2 separate regions of the Ovis aries genome follow, and region 1 is linked to region 2. The links are chromatin contacts, called in public Hi-C maps. All regions are on one chromosome and are shown on one strand. Each heading gives the region's core, a stretch centred on a gene start, on an enhancer-like site or on the middle of the called end of the contact. The rest is flanking DNA. Distances are from core to core; before and after follow the strand shown. Region 1 has its middle 200 kb from the start of AKR1E2. Region 2 overlaps LOC105611101 (a long non-coding RNA gene).

Evidence for each region. A called contact is a pair of places that touch in the nucleus more often than the background predicts.
Region 1: a contact with region 2 is called in a Hi-C map of tail adipose tissue, with 6 times the contacts expected there. The contact joins two enhancer-like sites. A contact is called at or near these places in 5 of 16 Hi-C or Micro-C datasets (mesenteric adipose tissue, muscle, omental adipose tissue and 2 more).

What each region holds. Positions count from the first base shown.
Region 1 is chr13:43,685,849-43,691,866 of ARS-UI_Ramb_v3.0, forward strand. No RefSeq gene overlaps it. Among named protein-coding and RNA genes, the nearest start is that of AKR1E2, 200 kb to the left of the region's middle. Within about 2 kb of position 2,488, at least 5 of the 54 cell types and tissues checked have an H3K27ac peak or open chromatin away from gene starts, as enhancers often do. A contact at or near this core is called in tail adipose tissue, where this site is marked.
Region 2 is chr13:43,585,483-43,591,675 of ARS-UI_Ramb_v3.0, forward strand. The region is part of intron 1 of LOC105611101 (a long non-coding RNA gene); the gene reads left to right. Among named protein-coding and RNA genes, the nearest start is that of AKR1E2, 100 kb to the left of the region's middle. Within about 2 kb of position 4,554, at least 13 of the 54 cell types and tissues checked have an H3K27ac peak or open chromatin away from gene starts, as enhancers often do. A contact at or near this core is called in tail adipose tissue, where this site is marked.

The DNA of each region.
Region 1 (6,018 bases), core at 1,238-3,737, 98 kb after region 2:
TTTGATCTCTGGTTTGAACCTTTACCTAACATTCCAGGTTCCCAAGCAATATTTTTCTTTATAGCACAGGACTTTAATTTTACCACCAGACATATCCACAGCTGAGCAATGTTTCTTTCTGGAGCTATTAGTAATTACCCTCTGATCTCCCCAGTAGCATACTGGACACCTTCTGACTTGGGGGCTTATCTTCCAGTGTCATGACTTTTTCCATTTCATACTGCTCATGGGGTTCTTGTGGCAAGAATTCTGGAGTGGTTTGCCATTCCCTCCTCCAGTGGGCCACGTTTGGTCAGAACTCTTCACTATGACCTGACCATCTTGGGTGGCCTTGCACGGCGTGGCGCTCATGGCTTTGTTCAGTTACACAAGCCCCTTCGCCATGACAAGGCTTGATCCACGAAGGTGTAGACGTGTATATGAGTAACTGAACTGCTTCTCTGTTTTGTATGCTTTCCAGCACCTCCCCCACCCTGCTATCTCTCGCTCATTCAGTTGTTAAGGCACATCTCTGGAACCTGTCTAACCTTGTATTGGCCAAATTGAAGAGCCAGGAAAGTTTCCATCACAAGTTAAGGTTTAGTAGGAAAATCAAGGCTCCTGGATTGCTGATTCCAGTGATAGTGGCACCAGCCTTTCCTTAGTCCAGCATGCTCCCAGGAGTTAAGATCTGTTTCAAGGTTAGGAGGTAAAAATTCAGGGAGAAAGGTTTGAGGACTACCAAGATGGGTGATCTTTTCCCACCTCTTAAATGGCTTTTGTTCACCAGAGGCTGCATTTTATGTGACAGTTCTAAAAACTTGAAAAGCACCTCATTAAGCAAGCATGCAAAAATGAAAGCAGTGTGGAGCCAATTGGGTGCAGTTAATTTTTAATTATTCTCTTTCTCCACTCTGACTTTGCTTATTGCTAAGCAGCTAGAAGGCTAGAACCCCCCCTAGGGAAAGTCACCAGTTCTGTCTGAATGGGAATGTCATTACAGTCCCCAGTTCAAAAATAGGTTATGAGTGAGACTGACACTTTTCAGAACAGCTTGTTTTTTCCTCTTTAAATGTCATCGTGACATAGCCTAGTCTCCACAAAGCCAAGGTGCACAGAAATGTACAAAAGAGGTTGTGCTTACAGTCCCCTGGCTCCCGCTCAAGGGAAAGTCCTGTCCCAACTACAAGGAAAACACCGGGGCCTGAATTAAGAAGGAAATATTAACATCAATTAGAAAAACACACTGATCTTTTCACAGTCAGTGGAATAACTGGCCTTTATCATTTGGAGATTTAAACAATAAAAGAAAAATTTGGGCTGCTATGAAAGATTAGATTGATTTTAAATCATCCACATATTCAAAGTTTCACTGCTTTTCACCAAAACATCCTAATCTTTCCCTGGAACCATACCAGTCTGTGACGGCTGACAAAATCCACCAGGCTGGCTACATCCCTTCTGAAATGATGAGAAAAAAACCCAGAGTTTATCAAAAGTGCTGTAATGCAATTGGGGTGCCTATGTCAGAAGATTCGGAGTGAGAAGTGGGACATAATATTAAGGGTCGCACAACTTATTTAACTTTTTTTCCAGATACTGTAAAAATTGCACACTAAAATCAGGCGAATGATAGTTATTGTCACTCTAAATCTTCTGATAGTACAGATTTTAAGGTAAACCTTTTGGGAGTGCATGCATTCTCAGGAATGAGAACAATTAAAGTCAGCTCCCAGTAACAAATAAATCTGAGTGTGAACTTCTTGTTGATGGATTGATAAGTGTTGATGTTTAAATACAACAGTGTTGTAAGTTGTTACTGTATGTGTATCACATCACATCCTACTTATCAAGTGTAAATCAATTTCAGTTTCTCTAAGATAAACATGAAAGTCTGATAGCTGTTTCTAATATGAAAGGTATCTTAGTCTATCTCACCTTGGAGATAAGCCTAAATGGAAGTGCCCATATTAAAAGTAAGATTTCTTAATATTTTTGAGTTGTTCTGTTTTTCTCTTTTTGCAATGGTTTTGCTGCTTAAAAGAACTGCCACAATGGAATGTTTTATCTGGAATTATACTGACTTGATTTTACAAAAATCAGTAATATGAGTACTAAGGATTTTAATTGGGCTCCCCAGGTGGTGCAGTAGTAAAGAATCTGCCTGCCAGTGCAGGAGATGCGGGAGACACGGGTTGAATCCCTGGGTTGGGAAGATCCCCTGGAGCAGGAAATAGCAACCCATTCCAGTATCCTTGCCTGGGAAATTCCATGGACAGAGGAGCCTTGTGGGCTGCAGTCCGTGGGGTCACAAAGAGTCAGACACGACTGAGTAGCTGAGCATATGCAAGTATTTTAATTGGTGGACACAAGTACGGTACATTCCATAAAGCTGTTAAATTAGTTATCAGCCCACTTTATGTGTCCTCAAATCCCCAGACTGGTGCATTTATCTTGAGAGCATTTGGGTGTTTCCTCTGTAACCCATAGATCCAGGGGCATACACGTGTTTCTAATTGACTTGAACTTAGCTCATCGAAGTCTGGTTTTGTAGAGGAAATGTGATGTCCAAGAAGCTGATGGGAGGCACTTTTCTTGGAAAAAGGAAGTAATGTTCTTTGATTTTGTAGTTCACCAGCTGACGTCTAAAGATTGGAATTTAGTTCCAATGTATGAAATCACCAAGTTCAAGTGCATTCTAAATTGGGCCTGGCACTGTGCCATCGCTGACTAGAATGATGTCGTAGTACGAGGTTAAAAGCCAAGAAACAACACCTCTGGACCAAAGACGCAGAAATTGCACTTCCAGGATTTCTTTCTCTTGAAATTCCCTTTGGTTGAGGCCAAGACGCTTGTGTACAGACATGGTCAATCTGTGAGGTCATATTTCCCAGTAATTCTACAACAAATTTATAGCTCCTTGAGGAAATTTATTTAACATCTTAAAAATTCCCTTTAGTGTTTTCTAAAGATTTTATTGCTCCATAGAATCCTTCCAGTCTGCAATAAATACTATGTTTATACTTTGATAGCTCCATTTCAGAAAGTAAACCATGCATTCCTTTCAGCATTTTTGGAGAAAGCAACCCCTGCAGTGGGGAGTTCAAGATTTCAGAGCCATAAACCTTGGAATATTTCTGCTTTCTTGGTGACATGATCATGTACAAAATTCTCTGCGCATCTGCTTTTTCATGTATATAATGGATAGTAATGTTCACCTGCAATTATGGCAAAAAATGTAAATGATATCATACCTGAAAAACAAGTAATCGTGGTTAACATTCCTAGCCACTCAGCAAATGCTAATTTCCTTCCTTCTTCCTGCCTTGAACAGGAAACCTCCCTGCCATTATTGACAACTAGCTCGTATAAAGAGTTTTGTTAGATAACAAAAACTTCCTTTCAATCACATTTCAGGGAGTGAAATTCCTATGGCAACTGAGATTTATTATCTTCTTGGAGACCTCAAAGAGTTCAGTGGAACTACATTTTGAATTTGAATTTAAACATATTTAATTAAAATTTTCATCATGCCTGGTAGACTTTTTGACCTCCCTACAAAGAAGAGAAATATTGGAGAGCTTCTGGCCACATTCCTTTCTCTCTCTTTCTCTCTCTCTCACCTACAGCCTTTCTTTGTTCACTGCTCTGTCGAGCATCTTATCGGCTCTGACAATATCCATCACGTCTGTGAGCTGATCCACCGGCACACTGCTGGGAAGAAATGCCATTGTGAGGATTTTTGTTCCATCATAAAGCTGTGTTTTTGTTTTTTTTTTTTTTTTAACAAAGTGACAATAAAAATATATGTGTGTGGCTGTAAGTTAAAATAATTGTTAAAGTCATTCTCTAATGCTTGCATTTAGAAAATACTCACAATGAACTATTTCACCAAAGCATGTCTATGGTCTGTGTGAATGGGGTGGGTAATCTTAACCCGTGGACCCTAGGTAACCCATCCTGCATACAGGTTGTTATCTGTTCCCTCACCTGCTCTCTGAGAGAGATCTCACTGGCACCCACCACCACGAGCATCAGCTTTTAGAAATGATTTAAGGTTGTTTTTCATTCAAGTGTCTCTGTTCTCTTGGTTCTTAAACATTTATCATCTCCAAATTCGTGAGCAGTATTCATTAAAAGTGCTTTTTGTTTGTAGCTAATAACATTCAAACTCAAATAAGTCAACTGTAAAGGAAATCAACCCTCAATATTCATTGGAAGGACTGATGCTGAAGCTGAAGTTCCAATACTTTGACCACCTGATGCAAAGAACCAATTCATTAGAAAAGAACCTGATGCTGGGAAAGATTGAAGGCAGGAGAAGACGGCAACAGAGGATGAGATGGTTGAATGGCATCACCAAATCAATGGACATGAGTCTGAGCAAACTCCAGGAGATAGTGAAGACAGGGAAACCTGGCATGCTGTAGTCCATGGGGTTGCAAAGAATCAGATATGACCTAGCTACTGAACAATAGCAATAACACTCTGCTTTATAAATGAATGTGAAAGATCTAGCTAAGAGAGTTGTCTGTACACACAGCCAGGAGCAGACCTGGCAAATGTAGCCTTCTCTTGAGAGTGCTTTTGCTAGCATGTTTCTAATCATGTTGGTTGACAAAACTGTCATGCGGTACCCACATGGCTGAGAATTATCTCTAATTCGGATCTGAGTTTGTTGACAGAACAGAAAAAATGGAGGGTTATTGAACACTCAATGAGCAAATGTACAATCCAGGATAAAGTAATTTTATAAATAATAACATACAAAAGTGTTCTGGGATTTAGCTTCTGTTTTTTCTTCATTGTGACATTGATTATGGTGCATGCTATGGGCTGAATGTAGTGTCTCCCCAGATTTGTGTTATTGAGACCTAATCCCCAGTGTGATGGTGTTAGGAGGTGGGGCCTCCAGAGAGTGATGAGGTCATGAGAGTAGAGCCCCATGCCAGGATTAGTGCCCTCACAAGAGGTGTGAGAGACACGAGCTCTTTCCACCAGGGAGGACACAAGAGGCATCCTCTGCAATCCAAGTGCAAGTCCTCACCAGACCCTGGATCTGCAGATACTTTGATCTTGAACTTCCAGCCTCTAGAAGAGTGAGAAATCAATGTCTTGTTGTTGTGGTGTTTTGTAGTAACAGACTGAGCTGACTAAGTCAGTACCTGTAGGAAGCAGTAATTCAAAAATAATCACTCTTATTTTTAAAAAACTAGGAATAAAACTGCCACATGACATAGCAATCCCATCACTGAGCGTATACCCTGAGAAAGGCATAATTGAAAATGACCCATGTACCCCAGTGTTCACTGGGGCACGATTTACGACACATTACGGCTACTCACAGTAGCTAGGACATGGAAGCAACCCAGATGTCCACTGACGAATGGGTAAAGAAAACGTGGTACATACGTACAGTCGACTACTGTTGTTGTTCAGTCACTAATATTACTCAGCCATCAAAAAGAACTGATTTGAGTCAGTTCTAGTGAAGTGGATGAGACTGTTATACAAAGTGACGTATGTCAGAAAGAGAAAGACAAATATCGCATATTAAGGCATGTATATGGAATCTAGAAAAGTGGTCCAGATGAACCTCTCTTCAGGGAAGGAATGGGGACACACACGTAGAACACAGTGGGGGAAGGAGGGACTGGGACAAACGGAGGAATCAGCGTGAACACACATACACTACCATGGGTAAGAGCGCTGGTGGGAAGTTGCTGTTCAACACAGGGAACCCAGACTGGTGCTCTGTGATGACCTGGAGGAGTGGGGGAGGGGAGGGGAGGGTGGCTCAGAAAGGAAGGGATATGTGTGTACTTAGGGGTGATTTGCACTGCTGTACAGAAGAAACCAACACAACTTGTAAAGCAATTTCCCCCAAATAAAACATAGATTAAAGAGAACAAAAACAATTGCCTCTGTGGTTCAATCTGAATTTTAATTTGTGTGTTTTATAGATTACATGTGTACATTTCTGTGTGTTCCATACTCTCATGGATCTTCCTGGCTAATGCTGGGGTACCATATCTTTGT
Region 2 (6,193 bases), core at 3,304-5,803:
ATTCTGCATGTCCAGCTCTTTGTGACCGAATGGACTGTAGCCCACCAGGCTCCTCTGTCCATGGGGCTCTCCAGGCAAGAACAGTGAAGCGGGTAGCCATTCCCTTCTCCAGGGGATTTTCCCAACCTAGGGGTTGAACCCCCCCATCTCCTGCAGCTCCTGTATTGGCAGGTGGATTCTTTACAGTCTGAGCCACCACATACACACATATATATATACATACTGTGTACTCTTCATATAGAAAACTACATGTATATAAATATATACACAAACATAGACATGCATTTAAAAAGCATAGTACTAGGAAAAATAAGATATATACAAGTGTAGTAAAGTACATATGCAATATAAAAGTACACATGTAACATTAATATTATTAATACATATAGTGTTTTAACACATACAATGTAACATTGTTAATATTAATAGTGTACACTCACTATATAGACTAATATATTTTAAAATATATTCTATATTAATGTATAATCTTCCAATGCACATTGTACTATATACTAGTATGTTTTTAAAAAACCGAAAGAAGCTTAGGTTCTCTGTGTGTCCCTACATGTGACATCCATATTTTTCCTGGTTTCTCTATCTGTGGTCACGGTATTCTTTATCTGAGAACACATTTCTCAGTGCAGTCTGAAGGTCACCAGGCTGGGGATCTCTGAGGAGAGGAAGGACCACAGGATTTTGTGATTTTGTAAACAATCTCCTTGGAGATTCCTACTAAGAGCGGATGAAGGATCACCAGGTACTTACTGAAGGTGAACAGTAGGGGGCAGAGGTGTCCACAATTCTGTTTTGCCAGCTCTGCTGCTCTGAGGCCAGGAACTTTGACTTCAGACTGCTTACCACACAGAGTTTTTAGGTGAAGATTTCTTGTCTGTTCTCTTCCCAGCCTTGAAACAAATAACTTTTTATCTTGGTGAAGGTAATACAAGTTCTCCAAACAAAATTTGAAAAATATCTAAGGTACAAAAATAGAAACAAAACCAAAAATGACCACTGAAATTTCCATCGTCAAAGAATAAATATTCTGATAATATTGTATTAGTTGCCTGTATACTTGTGTGTGTGTATATGTGCACATATGCAAAATTATAGTATGTACATAATGAAGTGAAAGAAAGTGAAATGAAAGTGTTAGTTGCTCAGTTGTGTCCAACTCTTTGCAACCCCGTGGACTGTATACCACCAGGCTCCTCTGTCCATGGAATTCTCCAGGCAAGAATACTGGAGTGGGTTGCCATTTCCTTCTCCAGGGAATCTTCCTGACCCAGGGATCGAACCTGGGTCTCCTTCATTGCAAGCAGATTCTTTACCGTCTAAGTCACCAGGGAAGCTTATGTACATAATACATACAATAACATATCAAATTACATTTTATATATCCTATTTATATCATATTGTATATATCATATTCATTCACACACATACAGTTTTCAAAAATACAGATTGCTCTGAAATACTCAATTACATTTTGTTTCCTTTCTCATCTAATCTGTGTCTGGGTGGCCAACAGATAAAATTCCTTACAAAATATACCAGGCTAAGCACTCAACCAAAGGAGTTCAATACTGTAGTGGCCTCAGGTTACATGAAGGAAAAAGAAGATGTATTTCCCTTTTCTTTTTTTCAGCACGTCTGGGTCACAGAGACCCAGGCACCAGTTCATTACAAACTCACGTTCTATTATATTTGTTGCAAAAAGCCTCAAGTTGCTTGAGAATGTCAAAATCTTAACACACTCTATTGTCTGCGAGCTCTGGTGTGATGTTCACTACTCTTGTATGAATTTTGTGCCTTAGAAATGTCTGTCTTGGATATTCTACCCTCTTGAAGACATGTTTCCTTCAGGTTTTACTTGAAATATTTTTTATTTTTTTTTTGTTCCCTATTGGGTAACTAGGAAAGCTTGACTAATATAATTGTTTAGACTGCCAGGAGTCAACAGTCAGAAATTAGATCAGCTAAACTGACTCTTTCCCTTAATAAATATTTAGTGAAATCCTACTACCATCTGACTCGTGGACGAATGTTAAACAAGGTGGACTCTGCCAATGTTCTAGCCTCTGCCTGAAATGCCAGTCATGGCAACAAAGTGGTGTTTTTCTCCATAACTTTTATGTACGCTAAGAAAAACCTTATTCTGAGTGTTACTGACTTAGGGACACAAGCCTTTGAGAATTTGCAGGTCTACAGGGAGGCTGGGAGTGTAGTTAGTCCCAGGGTTACACCTCAGAGTACCTGCCTTGTGCTCTTGGGGCCTACTGAAGTGTTGTAAGGCCTTCCCATAAACACTGAGCCAATTAATTTAATCAAATTAACTTAATTCAGTTAACATCAGATTCTGTGAGAGAATTTGTTAAATATTCTTGTGGATTAAAAAAGATCTTCTCATTCAAGACATGTTACTGGAAATCAGATATCCATGTGCAAAAAGTAAACAGCATTAGGAAATAAATCTTACTTTATGTGGCACTGCATGTAAAAAAGCAAAACTTTAAAAATGTAGAAGAAAAATATGCAAGTCTCTTTATGTCCAGAAGGGAAAAAACAATTACTTAAACCAACTGTAAAGGAAAAAAAAATGAATGCAGTCAATTTATCAATAAACAAAAATTAGTATATTAAATGGGCTTCCCTTGTGGCTCAGATGGTAAAGAACCCATCTGCCAATGCAGGAGATGGAAGAGATTCGGGTTCAATCCCTGGGTCAGGAAGATCCCCTGGAGAAGGAAATGGCAACCCACTCCAGTATTCTTGCCTGGGAAGTCCCATATGGATAGAGGAGCCTGACAGGCTACAGTCCACAGGGTCACAAAGAGTCGGACACGACCGAGCAACTGAACAACAACAGCAATATATTAAATATTTGATTAAAAGTCCCCAAATAACAAGCCACAAATGGGAAGAATCAATAGATTGACAGTGCATGTAATCTCTAAATAAAACTAGCAGTCAAACTACTTGAAGTTCTCTAACACAGTTCTTAGAAAAAGAACGGGAAAGGGGGGAAAAAGTGAAGAATAAGAAGAGCAATTCACGGAAGAATTTTTATCAGTCAATAAAGTGATGCAGAAGTGTTAAAATAGTGAAAAAAGTGGAAATAAACTGAGTGTTGATTAGCAGAATAGATGAATATAGTTTTGTATTTGTAAACTATATTATTTCCTGAATTTTTGTGTTGCTGAAATTGTTTATTAAAATAGTCTTTCCTGGTCGCCACGAAATTTTTTCATCTTGTTTTATGTCCCTGGATATGTTCTAGTGTTTTTGAGTTTATAGTCTATGGGAACTTGAATAGAATTTGTATCCTACTGTGTTTGAAAATTATATAAATCTCGATTATGTTGAATTGGTTCATAGTGCTTTTCAGGTCTACTATATCCTTCTCCTTTTCTGTATATTCATTCTAATAATTTTTGAGAGTTTGATATAGAAACTTCAACTAAAAATCTTAATTTATCTACTTAAAAAATAATTGTAGTAGAATTGAGTGGAACTATTTGTAACCTTGTTCTGTATTTTCCAAGTCTCCTGTAAATGTGTTATCATACTTTCATAATTTGAAAAATAAATAAAATATAAAGAAGCTAGTCTTTGTCCTTCTTCCAACAACTTATAAACAGAGCCGCTAAAAGGGTCTGGTGCTAGCCACTTAGGTTAAAATGTATGTGCCAATGGAGAGAAGTGGATTTAGTATCTTTGTTTACAATTTCTAGGGAATATGATTTTAAGAACAAAAGAACTGAACTAAACGAACTGAATTTATACAAAAGAAAATGTGTGCTTTTGATCAACAGCCTGATGCCCCTGAAATCTTAGGTATTTTCTGCCCAAGGAGGAGAGATCTAAATGGAAAGTTGCTTTCTAATCATGCATTTGTGTTTGACTGAACTCTAATCTCAGGGAAGAGTGGTGAGTTCATGGAATATTAAGATCTGAAGAAAGGTAATTTCCAGGACAAAAATATGAGCCAGAAGGAAGGGACCAGATGATATTAATGTACCTGTTTGGAAGACAGGCAAGGTGGCCAAGTTTAAGGGCTGTGAGGAAGGTGATTAGGGAAAAAAGTCCAGACCACTGAGTGCCGAAGGGAAAAAAAAAAAAAAATCCGGTCACCATCTTCCAAAAATACGGATCTGATCTTACTCGCCTTCAACAGCTTTGCCCAGTTGCTTATATTTTTGGTTTCATACTCTTTCCAGAGCAAGTTTGGTAAGACTGAAAAGCTATTACTGTGATTCCAAAGCTTTGGCATAGATCATCTGTATGACTCTGCCCCTTGCCTCCTCTCTGGATATTTCTTGTGCTGTTCTAGCAGTCACTGAATATAGTGGGCAAAAAGATGATGTTGCTAATGGCTCTGAGATTCCATCTAAATTTAAAATAGCTCCTTGCAATTAACTCATAGGTAAATCTTTTTAATACCTTAAAATTCATAGAGGAGGTTCCAGTCCTGGATCCTGTGTATGACTCAGTATTGTGCAGAGCCTAAAACCTCAGGGTGGGACCCAGGACATGCCAGACCAGTGACGACAGATGGAATTTCCTCATCTTTTAATTACTGCTTGTGAAGCAGATCAGTGGCCAAGGGGAACTGCATGTGATTTCACAATGCCGTCGTGTCCTCGGGCTACCATCATGGCTGTACAGAATTTCAGGTGGTGGTAGTGATATTGCTGAGATTGCTTTTCAAGATTATTTTATTAAATTTATCTAGTCATTAGATTAAATAACATTGACTTCACGAAATGATTATTTGGTGCCATTTAGCAATAGGCTGTGTTGCACTGAAATGTTTTTATATTACAGGCAAAACAATGTAAAAATGGGACATCTTATCAATCTATGAACTTGTATTGAGTGAGATACAATCTTAACACTTTACAAAATTCAGGAGCAAAATCTATCGAATCTGTTTGAAAACATATATGAATGTTTAAGCAAGATGTGAGTTTATTTCTCCACTATGTAGCTGCAATTTCTTTTTCATTTTCTTTATTTAATTTTTATTAATGAAGAACCCTTCACTTTAAATTTTAACTCCACGTTTTTACATAGTTCCTAAGAGAAAATTAGTAAATAAAAACTGATGAGAGCAATAGGTGTTTTTCTCCCCCAGCAACCTCCGATACATGGAGGATAGTCAGCGTCCCTTATGTCACAAAAACTGAGCTGAGAGCTTCATGCTTTACTGACTTGAGAGATCCTCAGTCTGTCAAGCCCCATAGACTGCTTTGTTTCCTAATTTGCATCATTATGGAAACAGAAGACTGTAGGATGAAAGTTTGGAGGATAGATTCTGGCTGTATAAGGTAGTGAAAGCTGGCTGACTATGGAGAGCAGTATGGAGTTTCTCTGAAAACTAAAAATAGAACTTTCATATGACCTGGTGATTCTACTCCTGCTGTGGCTGCTGCTGCTGCTAAGTCGCTTCAGTCATGTTCAACTCTGTGCGACCCCATAGACGGCAGCCCGCCAGGCTCCCCCATCCCTAGGATTCTCCAGGCAAGATCACTGGAGTGGGTTGCCATTTCCTTCTTTTAGAGACCCCATGGACTGCAGCCTACCAGGCTCCTCCATCCATGGGATTTTCCAGGCAAGAGTGGGGTGCCATTGCCTTTTCCATCCACCCCTGAGTATATATCAAAACGAACAACCAAAACTGCCAACTTGAAAAGATACATGCACCCTAATGTTCATTGCAAAACTATTTACCACAGCAAAGACGTGGAATCAACCAAAGAGCCCATCAACAGAGGAACGGATAAAGAAGGTGTGGTACATACACACAATGGCATATACTACTCAGCCATAAAAGAAGGAAGTAATACCATGTGCATCAGCACGGATGGACCCAGAGATTGTCAGACTATTGCTGGGGTCCTAAAGGACTGGAACCCAGTGGTCCGGAGTTGACCAATGAGAAAGTAAAGGAGAGGGAAAGAGGCTGATATTCCTTGGTTTACGCAGAAAGCCAATAAAGCCCCTGGCATGGGGCTTGCTCTGTTCACAGAGGCCTCAGGCGCCCTCTTGATGGGGTGAAGGCACAGAGCGCCTTCTCGAGAGGGTCTTAGAAGCCCGGGCAGGAAAGTGAACTCAGAGAGGCTCTGCGCTCCAAGGGATCAGCCTGAAAAAGAGAGAGTGGGAGAGAGAGACAAAGAGACAAAGAAAGTAAGAC